Regions from separate parts of the Mus musculus genome. Here region 1 is linked to region 2. A link is a contact called in public HiChIP or PLAC-seq data. All regions are on one chromosome and are shown on one strand. Each heading gives the region's core, a stretch centred on a gene start, on an enhancer-like site or on the middle of the called end of the contact. The rest is flanking DNA. Distances are from core to core; before and after follow the strand shown.

Region 1 (7,143 bases), core at 2,228-4,727, 140 kb before region 2:
AAAAAGATCTTCATAGTCAACGTATAATCTGTGCTTTTCAGTAATTGAAAATGTAATATTTTAAGTGTAATTCGAGAGAATGTACTAGCACACCTACTGAAAAAGGTATTGAAATGAAGAAAATCAGTCTGTAGCAGTTTTAGAAAGCATGGTGGACTCAGACAGTAACTCCTAAATCAAGTGAATCGAGAACTTTCATTGGATGGAAAGGACCTTTACGTTTAAATCATTTTTTTTAAAAAGGCAAATAACTCCCATTACCGATTCTGTTCAGAAATTTCAAGTCATAGGACCTTTAGCATCTTATTTTTCTCCCAAGAGAAAGTATTTTTAATTTTTTGTAGAGAGTGGGTACAGAGACTACACCGTTTATCAAAACATGTATTTTTCAAAGAAGCAATGAAAGTCATGATTATCAGCTAGTTGGTTGTCAAAGGCCAAAACTGAAAATTTATTGATGTTAATGATGATAATCATGACAGTAAAAGTATCTAAATCACAGAAAAGCAATGCTGTTCCTAAGTGCTACAGAACAATTTGCAATGATTAGTGGGAAAGCGTGCTGATATACTGGAAGCAATATTTTGAAGGTCATTCAGCTATCAGCTTGCCTTAATGCTATTCAATTAAACACACACTAAAAAACTATGATTATTTATGGAAAGTATTTTGTAGTACTTGTAGAATAGTATATTACAAACTCTGGCTGGATGTAAGAACAGAAACGGCTGATCTAATGCACCATTAAGCAAACTGCATCTTTGCTGTACATGTTTAAAGCATTAAACTAATTACGATGAGGTTTGGGTTTTAGTATATCCGGCATATTTAATCTTTTTAAGAGCCTATCAAGTTGAATCACGGGACGCAACTTGTTTATGCTATAAGCAACAACATGCAATATTAACAAAGCACAATATCCTAGCTTAATTAGAAAAAGTCTATGTGATCTTAAATACATTTAGGCGTGTAACACCACATAGCTCTAATGTGAACTTAGATTTAATTATATTTGAAACTAATTTATATGACTTGCAACATTTTCTGTTCTTCTCCATCTCTCTGTACAGAATGTTGCACTAATGGTCTACTTAAAAGTGGCCTCTCTGGAGGATGATGAGGTACAGGATGGAGGCAGAGTCTTGATGGTAGGGAGAAACCCTGGCTGACATGATCGCAGGCTGGAACCCACCCCAATTTGATTGCTGGGTGGAGTTCATCCTGTCGTGTCAATTCTTTGAACTGTACCTTACAAAGACTCCTCTCATCTGGCCCCCTCCAATATATTCTATGGGCAGAATAACTTAGAGAGAAAAAGCAATTTTTCAATTCCCTTCTCTCCTCTTCCTCCTTTCCTTCTCTCCACACTGCTAACCCTCTTTGTCCTCCTTACTGTCTCATCTCTATCCTTTTATTTCCTTTCTATACCTCTCTCTCCTTTTGTCTTTCTTTCTGAGAGGATCTATGTTGCCCAGGCTGCCAGAACATCTGTAGTCTTTCTTTCTGTCTCTCCTTCTACAAAGCGCTCTGATTTCACATATGCACCACCACAACAAATCTCTATTTCCTACCCTTAACATTAACTTGAAATTAGGCAGTTAATGACCAGAGAAAGCATCTAAGAAGTCAATAGAGGCTGGCCTTGGTGTGCTTTCAGGCTATTAACTCTCTTTTTTGTGCCTGGACTTTGGCTTAATGCAAGAGAAATCTTTAAATTCCAAAACAAACAAACAAACAAACAAAGAGACGGAGTAATCGTTTTCAATACTCAAAATACATTTTGGCAGAGAAGTTCACTCTCTGACTGGTTGAGTATTTGGCAGAGAAGTTCACTCTCTGACTGGTTGACTAACCTTTACATTCAGCTGAACCTATGAGTGAAGGTGAAGCAAGTTCATTTATGGAGAGCAGAAAGGAGTCACCGCAGAACTGAGTCTCACAAGCAGATCAAAGGAGATCAAGACTACTTACCTTCACAAATCGTGACGCCATTCCCAGAGTACCCCTGGCTGCAGAAGCAGGCTTCCACACCATTGTGCACTTCGCACTTGGCATTGGGGAGACACGTTGTCTTGCTGCAGTTTTGTGTGTAGGAACAATTCAGCAAAGTGGAGAAACCCACTGAGGAAAATCAAGACATAGACCTTGTCAAAAACAGCAGACATCTGTCCCACCCTTGTGCTATAGACCAATACCCCCCAAACGCTCTTATTCCCTTGCCTTTAGAGAGATAAATTATAATAGTCCCTCAAATGACTCTCCTAGCTAAATCACAACAGAGAAATGACCAAGCCTACAGATTACGGAATATAGCATGTAAATTTTAGTAAAACTAAAACATGCTGGAGAATCCAGACTTATAATAAAAACCATGAGCTCATCATGTCCTGGAAACTCTGTATCCCTCTTCACTGAGGTGAACCGGCTACCTCAGAAGGTGTTGCCCCCCAGCAGAGCAGCTCACTTCTCAGGCTCTGGGAGTCACCCTTCTCTCCAGAATCGGGGTAAATTAAACACTTGGGTCTCTTCAAGACAAAATCGTTTATTTTTAAGATGTCACTTGTCACATACAGGAGAAGAAATGCACCAGGTCCCTTCCATGCTATTCGGCAATTGTCATTCTGCTCTTTTTACGACAAAAAAAAAAGTCTCTTACGTTAACTTGCATTGGAGAAATTAAACAATTCAACACGGTATGGTAAGATTGTACTCAGCACAAAACTGTGTTCTGGGGACTGTTAGGAACCGATAAGCAAAGGCATAGAGTGTTTCTTTTCACTGTCTTGTTCCAGGCCCTCTTAAGTGTGAGCTTGGTAGGGAACAGGGATGGATAACAAAGCCATTGTTCAGAAAACAGTTATCTTAGATAAAAGTGTCCTTATCTGGTACCAAGAAATTCCTACACTGTCAATTCTAAATCCCAGCCCTACATAAGACTATATGTACTTCCTAAACCTGAATTAATTTGCCTTCAGAGAAGTGATTTATTATCTGTCCCCGTGCATCACCAAAGCCAGGTTTTTGTAGCTTTAAAATGTCAGGAACTTTCTCTCACGCATTTGCATCTTAGATTCCCAGGTTTCTTGGGGCTGGTCACTAGAAAGGTCAAAACTGAGACTTCGGGGACTTTCGGGATTTCTCCAGGAAGAAAAAAGGTAATAGTCTTGAGCTGTGGGTTGCAAGGTCGAGAGTGGAAAGGCCGAGCAGAAAAACATCCTGTGAGAGCCTGCGTCTGTTTTCCTTTGGAGACCTTGCCAGACACACTTGACACTTGAACCCCAGCTAGTGAGAAAGCGCTTTCCCTGGTTCCCCGCAGGTGGGCGCGGTGCAGCCTCCCAGCCCAGCCCAACTCACCTAGAAGCGGGAGGAGTCTCATTGGAAGCCCCGGAGCTGGCGGCAGAGCGCTCTAGGCTAGAGTGCGGGTCTGTCCTGGAGCTAGGCAGGCACCGCAGGGTCTCGCTCTGTCCCCTGTGACGCACAGCTTCCTCCTGTCACTTTCCGGCCTCTTTTGTGTGAATGTGTGCACGGCCCAGACTCTGCAGGCCACGTCCGTCCGGCAGCCAGGCCCCTTCACCCAAACAGCCTGGACTCCAGTCTCAGCCTGTGGCCACAACTCCCTGTCAGATTACAGATGGGACTGTGGCTTCATATTGCTCATGGAGCAGCCACCAGTGTCCTCACAGCTTGTGCACTTAGATCTCACAGACCCATTGGGAACTCCTTCCAGCAGAGAGCACATCTCAGAAGGTTCCTGACTGCCTATCTATTCCCTGGTTTCTGTCCTGAAAGGAAAAGAGGCCAAGATTGGCAACAGGGTCTCTGTCACATTTTGTTGTTGGTGCTGCTCAGTTTTAACCCGATAGGAGATTAAAGGACCGAAGAGAAAAACTGTGGGGAAAAAAAGTCAGCTTCCCACCCAAAAACTGCGGAAGCACAAAGTATTCTTTTCTCTGTCAAGTCCATTTCACCACTGCAGCCCTTACCCATCCTACCCATCCGGCGCCTGTACGATTTGCGCATTACATCCAAGTTCCCTTTACTTGTTGGTACATGAATCTCCTGTGTAAATGACTATCTTTCAGGCTGGAGAACAGAAATGGCAGAAAGATCATAGGAGCCGGAGATGGCGGATGCCAATCACACAGACTGTGACATCACACACAAGACCTGCTCAGTTTCAGACCAGACATTGGACTCCAAGTACTACCCCTAACCAAGAAGTTACTTGCAATTTAATCCCCTGGAAAAGGGAAATCAAGATTTTTTTCAAAGAATTGTCACAAAGTATATCAGCCACACTGCAGGGCAGGCCCCCATGACCAAGAGTTGCAAAACCCACCACCTGTTATTTTGTGGGCTTTTTGTTTTGCTTTGTTTTTGGTAATTTTTGGTCTTATTTTGTTGTTGTTTGTTATTTGTTTTGGCTTTCATTTATTTGAGTGTGAAAGAAAGGATAAAATTAAGTTCAGTGGGCAGGGAGATGGGAAGGATTTGTGAGGGGTTGGGGGAAAAAAAGCATACTCAAAAATTCAAATGAATGAATGGATGAATAAAGAAATAGGCATTTACTCAAACAGAAAAAAACTGATTCTACCTTAAAAATTTAAAAGTAACTTTCAGACAAATTAATTTATAAAAGTGGAAAGTAAACATTGACCTGAAGTTGGGACAAGCTAGGAGATGAACTGTGAACGTGATCAAAGGGGATTCTGGGGCTACCCACATGCCACACGCCTTGACTGGGCTGGTGATGACATGAATGCATCTGTGTGAATGTTTATCAAATGGAATGTGCAAACTTGGTGCCCTGCACCGTGTGCAAGCTAAGAAAACTGCTTGACGGTGATGTAAAGAAATAACTGAAGTTCATTCCATCAGCACACACCGTTTTCCGTTATGAAGTGGGGGCATAACCCTGACACATCCAGTGTTTATCTGATGACTGCTGAGAGTCTACATTGCATGCATAGTATCCTCCCAAAATGAGCATTCGTGTCCCTCAGCTCCATGGAACATACAGTGATGAGGGCTCTATTGAAACCAGTCACCGAGGTGCAAGGAAAGCTAACGGTTGGGTGGCCCATCCCTTGTCCTTCACAGTGCTCCCGAGACACTTCCAGCTTAATTTATGGCGAGCAAAATAAATAAATGTGTAAGTTAACAATGTTCCTGAGAGTGATCCCACCACATGTGAAGCAAATGAAAACCAGAATGTCATGTGACTGCCCCAGACTGTCATGTGACTTTCCCCGCAACCCCTCAGCTAGCCCGGAAGCTGCTCTGGAAGGTAGCTCGGGATAGTTTGCTCCAAGCCTGTGTTGTGGGTGGGTGGTCCTGACAAAGTCTTTCTCTCCTGATACTTCCCTTTGTAGATTGTGTCAAGAAGGTGGAACTATCAGACAGTGCTAGTCAGGGAGTTTGAAAAGGTGATTATTTAAGTGATTAAATTTCATGAAAAAAGTGTTTACTAATTTTTTTTTAAATGATTTCTTTATTCTCTTTTTCTTTCTTTAAAGCAATGGGTAAAAGTAATATAGTAGAGAATTCCAGGACTATGTGAACAATGAAGCCCAAGGAGCTTTCTTTCAAAGGATAGGAGAAGTCTGCACATAGTTGAAGAAACAGCCAGTTATTGCCTGGGCAGGCCCTGCATGCTGAAGCTGAGACATTGACATGTGGATTCCTGAAAGAAATCAGGAAAAGTCAGAATTTTCCCACTGATTTGGTTGGGCCATGCAGGGATGCTGTGGCTTGGTTAGAATGCTTTGGAGATGGAGTGGGTGGAGATTTTCAAGTTGTTTTAAGTGGGAAAGCTTAGATTCTTCTACAAAGACAGGAAGGCTAGAATGAGGACTCACTTAGAAGGGACAAAAGAAATGACCCTGGCTTCGTATCTGAATCAGTCCAAATGGCATGTGTTTCTTAGGTCAAGAGAAACTGAGTTTTAGTGTACCTATACAGAAAGTAACTTCAAAGGGCTTAAATATAGAAACTCATTATTTTCAGACAAAAGTTATATACCGAGACACAATACCTATTTTAAGAAGTCATTAACCTAAAATAATTTACTCCACCTTTCTGCCACACATGTTTAAACTTTAGCTTGTCCCAAAGATAACAAGACGATAATAAAATCTTTGAAAATGTTATTCTTGCAAAAAAAAATAACAAAAGCAAATTAAAACTTGAATATTGTGTAAAACGTGTTTTCTCTCTGTGTGTTCTTATTAAATCTGGAAGTGAATTCATACTTCAAAGGATCATTTTATACAAAGAACAGAGTGCTTAATGATGCTTGAGTTTTACGATTGCCCATTACAAGATCAAAATTATTTTAAAATGCATTGTTTGAGGAAGCCTGTATTGTGGAAGGGGATAGACATGGGCTCACTGTATAACTCTGAATCCATTGTCTGTACAGTATTTCAGAAAGACATTGAAATTTTTGAAAATTTTCAATAAAAATATTGTGTCATTGAAGGGAAGCATTTTAGGAGCAGCAATTACAAAGGAATTGTGTGTGTGTGTGTATGTGTGTGTGTGTGTGTGAATGAATTCCAGAAGAGGTGGCCTGATGCAAAATGAGGTACCTGATTGCTAGGTAGCTGGAGTTACAGGCAATTGTGAGCTGCCTATGCTAGGTTCTGGGAACTGAACCTCAGTCCTCTGCAAGAGCAGTATTTGTTCTTAAGTTCAGAGCAATCTCTCCAGCCTCGTGTTTAAGTTTTGCAGACAGCAATCACCTAAGTCTTCACTTTGCTTAAAGTATAGCATGTGGAAAGAAGCCAGTTATAAGCTTCCTGTCTGATTGTGCTTTTGTGCATTGGTGCATTCTATGACAAAATGTGAGGACTTTGTTAGTTCAGTTTCTAAGAGCCAAAACTAACGGGAGAGCTTTGAGACGTTCTTGGGAAGGGCAGATTTTACATTGGAAGGTTTTTGCAGTGAAAGTCTAGGCTTAGCAGTTGACTTCATACTGAGTGGACTCTGGTAAAAGTATTACGGATACTTAATTGTCCCACTACATGGGAGCAGCAACATGCACCTGACAGAGGACTATGTGTAACACAATGTGGTACACAAGGCATACCAACATCCTACTTGCAACATTCAACACACCTAAACGCGGGGCATTAGTATACA
Region 2 (7,307 bases), core at 3,372-5,871:
TGGGGAACTCAAATACTTTAAAAAGAAGCACAGTGTATTTTGTTTTCTAAAACTGCACTAATATGAGCTCAGTCCGTGACACTCAGCCCTCTCCCAGTTTCCTGAGTGGAGCAATTTGAAAAACACATCCTTATTTGTTTTTTTTCTCAGAGTATCAGAAACAATACAAATCCTCATGCCCAACAAATCATCTCTGAGACAACAGTAAAGGGGTAGACAGCTTAAGAAAAACAGGAAGCAATCCCCAGGGTGCTTTAAATATTAATCAAAACAGGTTTTCCTTGAGATGATTAAGAACAAACCAAAGACCAGCAGCATGACTCATTTCCAGTCCAGACCAGCAGGGAGTGGGAGGCAGGGTGATGTCCTGTAGGCTTTACACCATCACTGGGAGGAATGTTACATAAGGGTAACAAAAAAAAAAAAAAAAAAAAAAAAAAAAAAAAAACGACATAAACACAACTGAAAATATAGGAAAGATCCTCTTTAGACTCACTTGTCCACATTTTCGGGACGATCATTTCATCATATTTACAATAGTCTTGCATCATTGTACACTTAAGGCCAGAAAATTAGATTATAATTCAAATATAAGGAGCCTTTTGAATTCTGTTATATTCCATGAGCAAAATTAGAGGAAGGAACACCTTGGAATGTGTAAGAGGACAAGATTTATAGTTAAAATGACATATCTTTAAAAAAAAAAAACAAAAAAGAATTGACCTGGGTCAACTCAGCTTTCCTGTCTCTATGAAAGCAACTAGTATCTATCTACACAGTATGGCGACAGTGAAGATGACTAGAATATAACATCACATGCAAGGACTGTTGATGGTGAGTTGTGACTGTCAACTTGACCACTTAGGGAACCATCTGGCAGAGAAATGGATCACCTTTGGCTGTGTCTGTTAGGGCATTCCCAGAGAATTTACACAAGGAAGAGAAGATGAGGCTAAACATGGACCATGCTATAGGATAAGCTGATGTCTTCAATGGAGTACAGGCAGAAAGTAAGAAAGCTGTCTAGCATGTGTACTCAGCCATCTATTGGAATGAATATGCTTATTAGTGCATAACTCCACAATTTGTCTCCAGCTTCTTTGGCCCTTGAATATTTACTCTCCAGTATGTCTCCAGGCAAGTTCCTGGTTCTACATCTTATATTAGGACTGGATCATTGGTCTCCATTCTTTGGCTAAGAAACTACAGAGGTCTTTGTCTCTGCTACTTGCACATGGCTGTTGACCCGAGGAGGACTAACAGGGAAGGAAGGACCTAACCTGAAGGAGGATGACCCTGTCTTTAATAGTGGAAATCAATCTAATAGATCTGGGTCTATCTATCTTCCTTCCTACCTACCTTCTCTCTCTCGGTTCTATTTCAAAACAACTTTAACTAACGTAGAAACTAGAAAGAAGGCAGCAACAATTTCAAACTAGCTGATGAACAAAGCTGCTATTTACTGGTTCTTTTAGCACCAAATATTTAATTCTTTCAAGTGACACTCAATACTGATGTTAAATAATGTTGGTAGGTTCAGGTCAGGCTCTGTGTCCAATGGATTGGGTTTCCTTCTGTCCATTGCAATCATGACCTTTCTTTCTGTGTATATCAGAATGCCTTCATATATCCCGTGTACATCATAACACCCTCTTGAATCACCACACTATTTTCTTCTCACTGAAGGAAATCCTTGGAAAGGGTAGATCTTAGTTCCTGTCTCTGTAACTCAATCCATAAAATTATTTGATTAAATGGATTTAGTCTGAATACTGACTTTGGAACCACTCCCTGTAACTAATGGAATGCAGTCATCTTGGTCCAGAATGAGCCTTTTAGACTAAGAGGTAACCACTGTTCTAGACATCACACCCTGACAGACAAGAATACATCTGCAAATGGAAATGAGGATTGATTCTAGAAGACAATGTGTTAATGGACACATGAGAAACTTGATGAGTATTATCCATTTTTAGTGTCTTACACAGAGAGTCGACCTGTAGGAGTAACTCTGATGATATTTACAAATGAACATCACAGTATCTTTTACAGCAACAGCTTGAACAAACGTCTATTCACCTTGGCTAGGGCACTGGCATCAACAAAAAGGAAGAACAATTTCTCCCTACTTTAGCATTTTTGATTGGTTGGACGGTGGGTTTATTTATCAAATCGTGGATGGGGGTTTATGCATGAGTGACCTTAAAACAGCTCTTATTACCACAGAGTCCCAGGAAGCACATATGACAACATCCTGAAACCTATTTGTACAAATAGGGTCCCTTCTCAGTTCATCTTACCCCTTCTGAGACTGGAAGGAGTGGGAAGAAATTACACATATCTGGGAGTGGGCATAGGAGAGGGAGTGGTTGGAATCTCTTATCTTTACTATGAAGGAGAATCAACAGGTGCCATCTTGTGGGAGGGTATTCACACATGCTTTGGTAGCATTAAGTAATAGTCAATAAACAAACCTTGAGTTGTTAGACTTCATTAACAGCATAATTACATAAATTATTTTCAGGGAAGTGACAGAGAAATAAAGTGACTTTATGTATAGGGGCCTTTCCATGGGAGGTAGCATCTTGTCTATATGTCATTCTCTGTTCTCTTAAGCCAGTGGGAGTGACGTAAGTCACTGTGCCGGCTCCGTTCTGGATCTAAGTTTAAAGCAGGTAGGGATCAGTGTTCAGCAGCTGCAACCGTGATTTCTTCTTGCTAACTTCATGCTGGTTACTTTGTTGCAACATTAGAGACAGTGTTCCTTTTCTGCTGGGATTGCACCCCTCTGGTGTTGAAGCTGGTCCCTCAGTCCACAAAGGAGAGAGCTTCTTAGCATTTCCTTCAACCAGTCCTATCGCCTCATTCCCACGACAGTTCCTCACAGGGGACAGTCATCTAGGAGGCAGAAGTGATACAGACACTTATGTCCGTTAACGATATTTCAAAACCTCTTTTCCAGAAAAATAGAGGTCCAGTTACCTGGTATTCTGGGTATACAGAGACCTTTGTAAATATGCTGGCATCAATTTGCATATAGTGTGCAATGAATCCAGATGTTTAGAGACACAGTCTCTTTGCTACTTGGGGCCTAGTATTTTTAAGGCTATTAGCTATCCCAGTCATTTAGATTTTCCCTGTCCAGCCACCTGTGGGGAAATATGTGAGAACAGAGTGAAGCTGATGGACTCATGTGGAGAATGGATTTCTTAATATTACTAAAGTTTCAAACATTGTAATAGAATAAGACCATGGAAACATTCTGGGAACCTAGAAAGAGTTGGAGGAAACAGTAGTTTATGTTTTAGGACTATTAAAAGAAATATCATTTATAGACTTTTAGCAAAAGATTGACATCTGTGAGAGAAAATATGTCCGGATTCAGGCAGAGAGACAAACAGCAGGAAAAGATCTCACTTGTTATTTCCACAAAGCAGCTTTTTAAAAGGGAAACGATTTCCTTAGATTTTAAGAGGTGTCTTGGGCCACCATCGGATGAAGCATTTCGTTATCTTCCCGAGGGGCATTTTATCATCTGAACCTTCAGCCTCAGACCCCATTTCCTGCTTCTCTCAAGTTGGGCTAGAAGGTCACTGTGCTCAGCTGTCCCTCTGTGGTTTAAAGGGCAAGTGGCCATTAATACCTCTTCACGTTCAAAGCATTACTAGTCCTGTTCCAGGTGGGAAACGCCACTGAACCTTTCAGTCCGTTTTACAAATGTGGAGAGTTCTCAGGGGTTACTTTGGTCCGACAGTAACTGCAATGGCAACTTTTAACTTTGGCAGTTGAAATCGGTTGGAATTGACTGGAGGCCTGCAGACACCCTACTCCATGCCTATAAAGACGACTTCTCTAGGACAACGTGGGACAATTCTGAGGAATTACTCTGCTTGGTAGTCTGAAGGCTGCTCTGGAGGATGAGAAATAGGAAATTAGCTCACATGGTTAAACACACACACCAAGGGAGAAATCTGTTCATTTGCCGTCCCCTTTAGAATTCACCTGCCTTTAAAGGGCAACCTCAGAGCTTCACCAGTTTGTGTTAGAAGAGGGTAGGAGAAAACTGGCTAAAGTCAACTTTACGTCTGCAATTCGGCCTCCCCAGTGTGATACTGCCTTGTACGTTTTTCAAAACCTTATTTTTAAATATTCAAACCACCCTGAGAGTATTAATTAAAGAATATCTGGATTTGCTCTGGCATACTTTAAAAGGAATAGTAAGACAGACAGTTATCTTCTAAAAGAGCAGAGTAACAATGGTGACAGCTGGCCTTCTGTGATCTCTGGTGAGTCAGAGGCCCTCAGACTACGGTCCCCCCCACCCCCTTTGCGGCCTGTTCTCTTTCTGTTTGTGAGGGAGCAGCTTGCTCTCACACCAGGATCTTGCTTCCTGGCATTGAAAAAGCAATCTGAAAATTTGTGCTTGACTCATAAAGGCTGAGCCTTAAATACAATCAGTCTCTTTTGAAGTATTAAATATTGTCTCGCTTTACCTTCTTCGGAGCGACGGCTTCTGAGCCAGATACAGGGCACGCTGTGAGTGTGTGCGTTCAGGTCAGAGGGGCTTTGGAACAAAAGCCTTCTGCCCTGAGCTCACCCCATGCGCCCTCCTCCTGGAACTGACGCACTGCATGGTGGGACAGAGCTGCTTCCTCTCGACTCTTACCCAGCTGCTCAGAGTAAGGCAAACTCCTTAGGAAAGTGGAAGTTGATTCTGACATTTCACCCAGATGTTGATTAATGCTAAAACACTACAAATAACAATGTTTAATCACAGCTTTCAAGTAGCAATATAAATATAACAAGGCCTGACCTTTGGAGAAAGGAGAAAGAAATACTTTGACCTTTGCAGTGTGTAATTCTTACCTTTTATGAAAGAGTCAAACCTTTAATATGTGTTGTGAGTGGTAGGTACCAGTCCACAGTAACTGTCTTTGAGGTTATCTGCATAGAAATACCAAAGGACCAGGGAGATAGCTTACCAGGTGACATGACTGCTGTACAAACCTGGTGACCAGATACCCCATAAAGATGGAAAGAGAGGAAGACTCCACTGGCTTCTAAATAAGGCATGGTTCGTGTGCCTGCAGGCATTGTATAACCAGATACACGGGAACATAGACATGCAAATAATAAACATTAATAAAACTGCCACGGAATCATCCTTGTAGCAACAAATCTAAACACAGCAACGTGTTGAGTAGCATGGATTAAACAATCTGGTATCTACTAAGAACCACATCAAATGCCCTGATAAGAGTTGTTTTGATTCAGAAAACACCAAACATAATTTATCTGGTATAGAACTAATTAAATAATTCAGTGTGAATTTTACTTCTAAGGCAGACGGCTGCGATTCAGCTTCAGAATATACTGTTCTGACAATAGTTTTCAAAATCTTAAACAAATAAACATTAGAAAGAAAGCGATGTGTCATGGCTTCTCACCTTTCTTCTGTCGGTTCTTGGTCTCTAACCACCCAGGCCTGCTGATGCAGTAATCTCTATCAAGAACCTAATTCATGAAAAATTCTAAAAAAAAGGAAGCAGATGTTTTTTCCTCTTTGAGTACTCAGCAATAAACTCTATAAGAAATGCATATGAAAATAATTAATTTTTCATCTATAAAATGGCAATAAATATGGTATAGTTATTTGATGTTCCTCTTTATAATATACTTTAAAAAGTGATCTGAAGTCTTTATTAATCAGCCTTAATATAATTCATGAATATAGACATTATAATACATTTTACTTCAAAATGTAAGTCAAAGTTTGAGGAACATAAAATATGATACACATACATATTATACATAAACATTTCTTAACATGAATCTTTCAAAAGCAGCCTCTGAAGTAGCATCATATAGCTCATCTCTGCAACGTTGGCTTCCTTGTGTTCAGTTATAGATGATGACAATCCAACACTGTTAAACCTACTTTATTCAATTACTTAAAGTTAGATAAGAGATTGGTATATACATCACTTGGCAAATGTCAGTCAGTCACATACCAAGCAGAAGGTGGCTCTGGAGAAACTGTCAACACCATGGTAGGGGCTGAGGATATACGGTAGTCATAGAATGTATAAAAAATATGTTTAGAGAAGTTAAACTTTAAGTTCTGTACTCAGTACACACACAAACATACACACAAGTGCACATTCGAGTGCATGTGCACACACACACCCACCCACCCACACACACACACACACACACACAAACAGAGAAGAAATAGAAGCATCACCATATAGTTCAAATTATTATCTAGCAAAAGAAAATGGGATTTTAGTTCAAATTCAAAGTGCTTTTCTTCTTCTGAACCCTGTCTACAAATTGAACTTGGAAATGACTAGGTAAACCATGTTAGCACTATCTTTGACCCAGGAAGCTTATTTGTCCACAGGTCTCCATTATTTGCTTGTCTTCACACCCCTGGTCCTTCTCCCCCACTCTTTATCCCTATTTTAGGTGTTGGACAGGAGTGAGCTTTCCAAGTACACACTGCGTGGTGATTACTTACGACTAGCTGGGAGTTATTTCCTCCTCCTGCTTGAGGGATCTTCCTCACCAGGAAGCCATCATTATTATTCAAATATGGGTGTTTACTTTGCATTTTTACCAGTGGCCCATCTGTGCTATTAGATGAAATGGCCAGGTCTCATTGCAAAAGCATCTTTTGCAACCACGAAGGCGAGGTTAAAAAGAAGTGTGAATAAGCCTGGTGGGCATTTTCAGAATCAATTTTTGAGGAAATAGGTATTACTGGGAAAAGGAAATTGAAGATGGCTATTACAATCACCCTCTAAAGGGAAGCATTCCACTCTATAAGGAGCCCACAGTGAATATTGATTCAAAAAAGTACATTTTTATTAATCATGTTAATCCAGATTTTTGCTCACTGTAAGGCAATGGCCTTTCTCTCATGTAGCTTCCCACCCCCTATCCACATTACTCCACAGGGAACGCTATTTCAAGAGTGTAGAGGGTTAATGATGGGGCTTACTGCAGAATAAGAAATGCTTTTTTATTTAGCCTTTTAGGCAGAGAAGCATATTTTCCTTGAAGCTTGAAGTGCATGTGACTGGAGAAAGTGATTGTCCTGCCAGTAGTCAGGGGTCTGAAGAACAGAGAGGCTGCCTTGGGAACACTCCCTCCCCCTGGCTCTGGCTGACTCAGAACTGAAGTTGTATGCTGGTGAAGGAGAGCCCGCTCATTTTCCACTTTCATGCATTGTAAAACAGCAGATATCCCATGGAAAACTGTGATCTCAAAGGTTTCAAATCACGTTTTGCAGACTCCAGCATGAA

The links. HiChIP or PLAC-seq counts read pairs in DNA pulled down with a chosen protein or histone mark.
Region 1: a contact with region 2 is called in an H3K27ac HiChIP or PLAC-seq map of neural progenitor cells, with 13 times the contacts expected there. The contact joins the promoter of Adgrl4 here to the promoter of 4930555A03Rik in region 2. A contact is called at or near these places in 7 of 39 promoter capture datasets (cranial neural crest, embryonic stem cells, liver and 3 more), 1 of 15 datasets of contacts at CTCF or cohesin (the NIH/3T3 cell line), 14 of 484 Hi-C or Micro-C datasets (the C2C12 cell line, LSK cells, adipose-derived mesenchymal stem cells and 7 more), 7 of 115 datasets of contacts at active chromatin or transcription factors (bone marrow-derived macrophages, cardiomyocytes, a colorectal cancer cell line and 4 more) and 2 of 9 other capture datasets (adipose tissue and liver).

The regions. Positions count from the first base shown.
Region 1 is chr3:151,434,216-151,441,358 of GRCm38.p6, reverse strand. It overlaps Adgrl4 (adhesion G protein-coupled receptor L4), which reads right to left and starts at 3,477. Exons shown (of 16, transcript NM_133222.3): 1 at 3,355-3,477; 2 at 1,972-2,121. The coding sequence starts at 3,376.
Region 2 is chr3:151,291,476-151,298,782 of GRCm38.p6, reverse strand. 4930555A03Rik (RIKEN cDNA 4930555A03 gene) reads right to left here and starts at 4,621. Exons shown (of 3, transcript NR_166406.1): 1 at 4,494-4,621; 2 at 3,644-3,910; 3 at 1,933-2,898.